3 separate regions of the Mus musculus genome follow, and regions 2 and 3 are each linked to region 1. A link is a contact called in public HiChIP or PLAC-seq and promoter capture Hi-C data. All regions are on one chromosome and are shown on one strand. The core of a region is the stretch at or near the end of the contact, and the rest is flanking DNA. Distances in the headings are between cores, read along the strand shown. Region 1 holds the start of Pdcd6ip (programmed cell death 6 interacting protein). Region 2 holds the start of Cmtm6 (CKLF-like MARVEL transmembrane domain containing 6). Region 3 overlaps Arpp21 (cyclic AMP-regulated phosphoprotein, 21).

Evidence for each region. Promoter capture Hi-C pulls out the DNA fragments that hold promoters and counts their contacts. HiChIP or PLAC-seq counts read pairs in DNA pulled down with a chosen protein or histone mark.
Region 2: a contact with region 1 is called in a promoter capture Hi-C map of erythroid cells, with 19 times the contacts expected there. The contact joins the promoter of Cmtm6 here to the promoter of Pdcd6ip in region 1. A contact is called at or near these places in 1 of 39 promoter capture datasets (erythroid cells) and 1 of 115 datasets of contacts at active chromatin or transcription factors (the 230-238 cell line).
Region 3: an H3K27ac HiChIP or PLAC-seq map of large pre-B cells shows a contact between it and region 1, with 11 times the contacts expected there. The contact joins the enhancer-like site here to the promoter of Pdcd6ip in region 1. A contact is called at or near these places in 3 of 39 promoter capture datasets (the C10 cell line, hippocampal neurons and second pharyngeal arch cranial neural crest) and 2 of 115 datasets of contacts at active chromatin or transcription factors (embryonic forebrain and large pre-B cells).

Annotation. Positions count from the first base shown.
Region 1 is chr9:113,706,915-113,709,614 of GRCm38.p6, reverse strand. It overlaps Pdcd6ip (programmed cell death 6 interacting protein), which reads left to right and starts at 1,356. Exons shown (of 18, transcript NM_011052.2): 1 at 1,356-1,716. The coding sequence starts at 1,508.
Region 2 is chr9:114,729,896-114,732,595 of GRCm38.p6, reverse strand. Cmtm6 (CKLF-like MARVEL transmembrane domain containing 6) reads right to left here and starts at 1,393. Exons shown (of 4, transcript NM_026036.3): 1 at 1,223-1,393. The coding sequence starts at 1,360.
Region 3 is chr9:112,101,257-112,103,956 of GRCm38.p6, reverse strand. All of the region lies in intron 19 of Arpp21 (cyclic AMP-regulated phosphoprotein, 21), which reads left to right. Gm51694 (a long non-coding RNA gene) reads right to left here. Exons shown (of 3, transcript XR_003948255.1): 1 at 1-2,700. Among named protein-coding and RNA genes, the nearest start is that of Gm51694, 15 kb to the right of the region's middle. Within about 2 kb of position 1,351, at least 59 of the 459 cell types and tissues checked have an H3K27ac peak or open chromatin away from gene starts, as enhancers often do.

The sequences.
Region 1 (2,700 bases), core at 107-2,606:
ACGATATTGTTCATCAACATTTGCTCCATCAAGAGTGGTGAGATGGCTCAGCAGGGAAAGGTGCTTGCTGTCAATCATGCCCACCTGAGTTCCACCCCTGAGACCCACGTGGTAGAAGGGACTGATTCCAGAAGTTGACCTCTGACCTCTGAGTACTCCCCAATAAATAAACCATAATAAAAATAAACAGTAAAAATACCAGACTTGTCTTCTGGGAGGCCTTCAAGAAACATTCTATGTATGTGCGCGTGAGGGCTGGCCCCAGAGGAGGCCCCAAGAGGGTGATGGGTCGCCTTGAGTTACAGGTGTTGAGTGTGTTCCTAAAGAGGCTACTGGGAACCCAGGTCGGCCTCTCACTCAGGCAGAGCAGCAAACAGTCTTTAACTGCTAATCTATTTCCCCAGTTACCCAGGGAGGCCTTTGTAAAAAATATAAAAAAAATTGCTTAAGTACGACTGATTGTACTAAATAGATTCTAGACACTGACTACAAGTTTCATAATGATTTGTGGTGTCACTCTTCAACTTCCTTTCATTCTAGTCTCTACTTCCCTTTTAAGTTCTGGATATGGGATACTCGTGCTTTAGGTCTGGGGCCTCTTCCCACTTAAGTCTCTCCACCCGTGCTCTCTTTTAATGTCAAATTGCGAGTATTCTTTTAAATTCATCTTCTGGGAGGATGTTTCTTAAATTATCTTGCTTATGCTATGTTCTTCTAAGAGATCTCTTTTTACGTACCTTACTACCGACTGTGTCCTTACCTGGAAGACTGCACGAAGGCAGGGACTTTTTCTACTTTTGCCCTGGGGGGTGGGGGTGGGGGTAAGGCTGCACACACAATGGACCTTCAACCGCACATCACAATACTCCCCAGGGTCTGGTCTCATAGGAGAAAGCATAACAAAGGAGCATTTCACCACCGGGCAGAATATATTGACCTATAAAATTAATTTTTGTAATAAAAAAGGAAAAATACAATCAATTAAAAATATTTTAAAAAGAAAAATAGAGCAGAATCTAAGGAGAATTTAAAATCTTCTTGAGCCGGGTGGTAGTGGCGTATGCCTTTAATCCCAGCATTGGGGAGGCATAGGCAGGAAGATCTCCGCGAGTTCGAGGCCGGCTTGGACTACAAGTCAGTTCCAAGATAGCCAGGGCTACACAGAGAAACCCAGTCTCGAACAAAACAACCAAACCAAACCAAAATAACCAAAAGAATCTTTTTGAAAATTTAATCATCGCAGTAGGCTACCGCCTGATCCCACCACGCAGGCGCCGCACAGGCGAGCCCAGGTGAGCGACGCTTTGGTGGCACCATCACGTGACCGAGCGGCGCGCCCCTCCGACTGCGCCTGCGCGGGGGCTCCCGGAAGTGGCCAGCTCGAAGCGCTGGCGGCCCAGTCCGTCGGCCCGTCGGTCCGCTCCTCCGCTGCCGGTGCCGAGCGCGCCTAGGCCGTGGTCGCTGTCCCTCCGTCTGTGCGGCCCGACGCGGCGGCCGGGCGCTCACCATGGCGTCGTTCATCTGGGTGCAGCTGAAGAAGACCTCGGAGGTGGACCTGGCCAAGCCGCTGGTGAAGTTCATCCAGCAGACGTACCCGAGCGGCGGCGAGGAGCAGGCCCAGTACTGCCGTGCGGCCGAGGAGCTCAGCAAACTGCGGCGCTCGGCGCTCGGTCGCCCGCTGGACAAGCATGAGGGCGCCCTGGAGACGTTGCTGAGGTGGGCCCGGGCGGCGGGGCTCCCTCCCAGCCTCCCTTCCTGTCCCCGCTCCCCTCCCCAGCCTCGCTTCCTCCTCCCTTCATAGCCTTTTCCTCTCCCCCGCGCCTGGCCTCCACTCTGACTCAGGCCAGCAGCGTAGGTGTGGTCAGCATTCTTTCCTGGTGAGAGGACTCATAACCCTGTCCTCCCTTCCGAGTGCCTTCTGTCACCGAGGCTCCTTACCTGGGAGGACGTCTGCCGTGTAATGATCTCTCTGGTTACAGCCGTTTGACCGGTTTTCACTTTTTGGGTGTTACAACTGGAGTCTCCCTTTTACAATCCCTGTTTGTGACTTTATTGGACCACGTCTAGATTTCCTAATAATAGTTACGAAAGGGAAGGGAGAGAATTTGGACACTAAACCAAATGTCGGTGACTTATTATATTGTTCACTTGAAGTAAGTCATCTCATGTTCCAATAATCAAGTGACAGACTGACAGTTGTAAAAGTTAGGAGCTACAGTCGTTTGAAAGAAAACTTGAATGACATAGTAGACCGCTGAGACTGGTTACTTAAAAATCTTTTGACACGGGCGTATGCACGTATGGAATACCCTGGTCCTTTTTGCAATTGGTGACAACCCAGGTACTTGATAATGATAACATTTCCGTGATACCTTATGATCCAATTTCTGGTAATATGATCTTGTTTCATGCAAGGGACGCTGGTGGATTAGGGTGGGAACAGAGCTGTCCAGAGACACCCCTTAGTTTTGGCATCATCTTGCTCCCGTGATGTTTCCTGCATGTGTTGCCAGATGGCCACTAGCAGCCCTTACCGTAGTTAGAATGGCTCCCAGCACTGAGTAGACTTTATCTGTTGACAGAGTGAGGAGCCAGATTTCAAACAGTTCTCTCACGAGAGTTTTAGAGTGGATTTGCTTTAAAGTGCCCGAGTTTTGTAAAACTGTAAGGAACGTCTGCGAGTGCTGGGGTTAGTCACAC
Region 2 (2,700 bases), core at 144-2,643, 1.0 Mb before region 1:
AGTAGGCAGAGCACTTGCCTCGCATGCACAAGGCCCTGGGTTCAATTCTCCGCACCACATAGACCGCACGGTGGAGCACACCTGTAATCCCAGCACTGTGGAGACAGCAGTATCAGGAGTTCAAAGGTCATCCTCTACATTAGTGAGTCTAAAGTTAACTGGACTACATGAGACTTGAGACCCTGTGAAAAAAGAGTGGAAGAGAAGGAATGGAAAGGAGAGGGGGAGGAAGAGAGGAACAAGGGGAGAGAGGGAGAAGGAAAAGAAGGAGGTGGAAGGGTGGGGGCAAAACCACACCCATCTGGGTTAAAGGAACAGGTTCTGCAAATGCGCAAAGACGGGGAACCCAGGTGCCTGCGGAACCTAAAGGTGTCCACTGCAGACATCTTAGGAGGATGTAGGGGGTTACACAAGACCAGATCTACTTATCACTTGTCTCTGAATGATTTCCTCTCATCCCCAAGCTGGCACCTAAAAGCAGCGCCAGTTTTCTAACTGCTGGCTTTCTACTTCAGGAAAGTAGGTCAACTGAGTTCCAAGAATGTAAGTTCTGATTATCGGCGTTTTGAGAATTTTAAATCTTCCCAAGAAAGGCAGTGGGCCACTTTTAGCATAAATGGCTCACAAAACTAAACAAAACCCATAAACATTCTAAACAATTTGGTTTTCCGAAAAGTGTCTTCTTGAAAAACCTTAATACCCATTGGCAGCTGAGACACAGCAGGAGTATCATAATTTAAATAGCAAAGATGACTACAGTTTCACGCCTAGGCGGAAATAAAGAGAAGCAGGTTCAGGTTCTCTCACCCGCACACATGAAGCAGAAAGATGCCCTTTCGACTCTCTCTGCCTTGATCAAACTCACTGTGCAAGTTAAACACATACACAAACTATCCGACATGTTATATTGCCCTAATGGGCCAGCACCCGGAAAACCGCAAAAGCCAGAAAAGATAAACAGAAAGCACTACGTTGTCTGAAACACAAGCATTCTGGGCGATAATGAAAGAATTCTAGCTGAGAGAAGGGAAAAAGGGTTTAAGAGGCTGAGGCCGGGCCACGGGTAGGCGGTGGACGGCAACGCCTCCTTCCCGGGTAGGAAGGGAAGGAACTGGGGTGTGGAAACGGCTGCTTCCCGAACGAGGAGGCCGAGCGAGCGGCAGCCTCGAGGCATCCACCCCAGCCCTCAGCCCACAGGTCCCGGCCGCCGCCGTAGGCTCACCAGCTGCAAGCCTTTGAGGATGCGCCGATGCCAAGGGAGCCTGCCCAGGACGAAGTAGGCGGCCAGGCCGCTGCGCGCACCCCTGCCAGTGCCCGGGGCCGCCTCGGTGGTGGGACTGTAGACCGCTCCGTTCTCCATCGCCCGCAAACACTCGCTCACCCAGCTAAACTCTCGGCCGAGCGGTAGGGGGCGTCACTTCCTGGGACTCCGCCCACGCTTCCGGTCAACTCCGCCCTCCTCACGCCTCGTCACGCCCCCTCGCTTGCTGAGCTCCAGCCCATAGAATTTCTCTCCCTTTGCCACGCCCCCATGGTTTGCCGCGCCTCTTGTTCGCCACACCCCTCTGCCTTTCCTGCTCTCTGGTTAACTCTCGACAGTTTCTTTCTTTTTTTGGGTTTTTATTTTATTTATTTATTTATTTTTGGTTTTTCGAGACAGGGTTTCTCCGTGTAGCCCTGGCTATCCTGGAACTCACTCTGTAGACCAGGCTGGCCTCGAACTCAGAAATCTGCCTGCCTCTGCCTCCCAAGTGCTGGGATTAAAGGCGTTGCGCCACCACTGCCCGGCTAACTCTTGACAGTTTCATGCTTTCGATGGACTTCAGCTTTTTTGTTTTTTGGATTTTTTAAATTACACTTTGATTAATCTATCTATTTTATCTATATTTTTAATCTATCTATCTATCGATCTATCTATCCATCCGTCCATCCACCTATCTAAGAAGGAGCGTTGTGCTGAGGTCAGAAAACTATTCTGAGTCATTTCTTCCTGAGAATTGAATTCATTTTCAGGCTTAGTAACTGGCGCCTTTACCTACTGAGCCACCTCTCCGCCCTGACTTGATCTGTGTCTTTTAGTTTCGTTTCGGTCTGATTTAAAAATAAAAGAAATAAAACCAAGGTTTCACGTGCCCAGACTAGCCTAGAACTATGTACATAGCCAGCACTAGTCTGCAACTAGTGACAATCCTCCTGCCTCTGTCTCTGAAGTGCTGAGATTACAGGCACGTGCTCCTCCTCCCCTCAGCCTGTTTTGTTTTTTTAAAACTGCCAGAGATCACATTGAGGTCCTTCTGTATGCTAACCGCCCTCCTCCCCCGCGCCCGTCCCCGTCTCCCCCCGCCCCGCCCCCCCGCCCCCCCCCCCGTTGAGCTGCACCCCTCCATGCTCCTCCCACAGAGATTTGACTTATTTCTCACGTCTCACTATCTTCCATCTTTCAGATAGTCATCTTCTCATGGGCGGGAGGGGTGCACCCGCGTATGAAGGTGCAGGCTCGCGCGGGTGCAAGTGTGGAGGTCAGAAGTCAACCTTGAGTATGTTCCTCAGGCACCATCTACCCTGTTTTAGGGCAGTGTGTCTCACTGAACCTAGCTTACTAGATAGGTGAGGCTAAAAGGCTAAGAAGACCCAGAGATCAGCGTCCCGCCTTGCCAGCTCCGCCGTTACAAGCACAGGCTACATTGGTCTTTTTATATG
Region 3 (2,700 bases), core at 102-2,601, 1.6 Mb after region 1:
TATATAGAGTGTGAGGTCAGCTGGGGATAGAGAAGACCTGGTTTAAAATAATATTAATAATAATAATAACAACAATAAATAATAATGATATAAAATGTAGCAAGACAAACATAGAAACTGAACATTCTAAGAAGGTGAGCCGACTGAGTTCTAATTCTGGAAATATTACACAGCAAGTTCGTAGATGACCTGAGCGACCTGGAGCATTCGGCTTCCTGGAAGCACCGGGAAATCAATAACCCCACACCACTTGAGATCTAAAGTTCAACTTCTTTGCAGCATATCGATCCTTCGGTCTCTGATTGCTGCCTTCCTCAGAGCAATGATGAATATGCACACACAGTGGCTGGCTTCTCTCGTACCCCACTGCTGAGCCTGTCAGTCACAGAAGGGAGAGCCACAAGCCCACTCCTTCTCCTCCCTTCTGCGGAGTTGCTACCTGCTCAGCTGACACCACAGGAATCCAAGCAGGCTGAGGCCAATGCCCCCTCTGCAGGATTAGCTCCCCAGTACAAATAGAGATGAAAAAACATGTTAATGTCATTTATTTTCTAATATTTTTCTCTCACCATGCCCACCTTTCTTCTCATGTGGATTAATCCAGTGAAACTTATTTTCCTACCTTCAGATGCTCAGTCTGTGATGGCTCTGATGCGGTATCTTCCAAAGTATCTTAACTTGCTGGTGTGGGTCTCATTCACTGTAAACTGAAGAAAGATAGTTGGGGCAGAAAAATCAATGTTGTTTTGGCCACGTGTCCCTTCCAGTATAGCCAACAGACACTTGTACTTTGAATTAAAATGTCAATAATTTAAATTACCCAAATAGGAAGAGTGAGCCTGTGTCCCCATCCTGTTCAGTAACACTGCAGCGCTGTAGGAATCTCCTTCCATCTCAGTAATGAGATGGAATAGAGCAAGAAATCCTGTGCATGATTGTGTGTACTTACAGATTTCAGAAGCCTATGAAAAGATACTAAGCCAGGGTTTGTTAAGGGGATGGCGAGAATCAGACTAACAAGAGTCCAAGCCCCCTTCCTTTGCTCATTATTATTGGCTTGTGTGACAGTAACTGGGTATAAATTATGTAGTTCAGTAATACCAGCTCCCAGCATCAACATGAGCTATCCTCCTGCCTCAACTCCCAGCCCCGAGGGTTTGTGGCATTGTTCTAAAGACTGTCAACTTGAATTCTTTCCATTTGCTTCTCGGTTGACAGGCAGCATTCGTAAAGGGACAGCTGCCATGTGGCTGTTTCTGTTATATTTGTAGCAGGAGCCTGGCTTGGGTTTGGAGAGCCTCTGGGGAGGCTGAGCCTCTGAGGAATCACAACAGATGGCTTTATTGAGGAGCTAACAGGCGTGGGAGTAGATGCAGGAAGTGGAAAGACACACCAGCTGGGAGTTGTATGTCTGCTAGTCCTAAAGGAACTTGATGGGGACTTCATGATTGCCTGAGCTATATTATGTACATAGAAAAAAATGGAGATGAAGATGTTGTGAAATCAAATTATAATTGTGAAGACTTTAAAATGAAGGAGCCTGTCACTGCCCTGTGAATGGGAGACTCATCCTCTGGCAGCGCCTGTGAATGGGATACCAATTAGCCAAGGCATAGTTGGGCATGAAACCTGGTAGTAGGATGTTTATCTAGAAGGTGCAGTGCTCTGGGTTCAATCCACAGTGCCAGCAAATGAACAAATAAATTGGAGATCTGGGTGGATAGCTCTGTGGGTAAAGCGCATGCCATACAACTGTGCTGACCAGAGTTCAGATCCCCAGGAGCCACATTAAAAAGCTAGCTGTGGTAGAGCACATGTTCAATCCCAGATCTCCTCCACTGAGATGGGAGGTGAAGAAAAGAGAACAGCCAGAAGCCTGAGGGTCAGGGAGCCTGCGTCATACAAAAAAAAAAAAAAAAAAAAAAAAAAAACGAGGTGAAGATGAGCCTCAGAGGTTTTCCTCTAACTTTCACACCAAAGAAAACGTGAGATTATTGCTGGAATATACATGGCCCCACTGCTGGCTTACACACAGCCCCACTCCTTACCGCACCTCCTATCCCCAACAACGATTTAAAAGAAAAAATCTAGCTAAGAGAAAAACATTCTTTCATGATTCCTAAATAACTGATTTTTTTTAAAGTTAGGTATTTTCTTCATTTACATTTCCAATGCTATCCTAAAAGTCCCTCATGCCCCCCCCCCACTCCCCTACCCACTCACTCCCACTTCTTGGCCCTGGCGTTCCCCTGTACTGGAACACCAGGGCCAAATAACTGCTTTTGAAATCATATTGTGCCTGCTTTTAGACTGGTGTGTGGAAGGGTCATGCAGAGCACTAATAAATGGGGACTTGGGGAGTCACAAATTCCTCTAATTGCCAATGTCTAGCCAAAAATGATTCTGTTTGGGTGGGGCAGATGCATTCCTTCAATCTTAACAAAAGCTTCCTTTCTCTTTAAACACAATGGATTCTAAAACTCAACGTAGGTCAGTTCAGTTCCTATGATATGCATTCTTCAGCAATTAATATGGCATTAATATTTAAGAACCACTGGCCTGAAGCAAATCTTACTTTGAAAAGTATTCTGAGTTTTGTTTCCTTCCCAGTGTTCAAAGGGAACTCCCATCGGTGAGAATGCCATGGGAACTGGGCTGAGCATGAATATCCATCTATACTTTCAAAAGCATCTCTAGGTC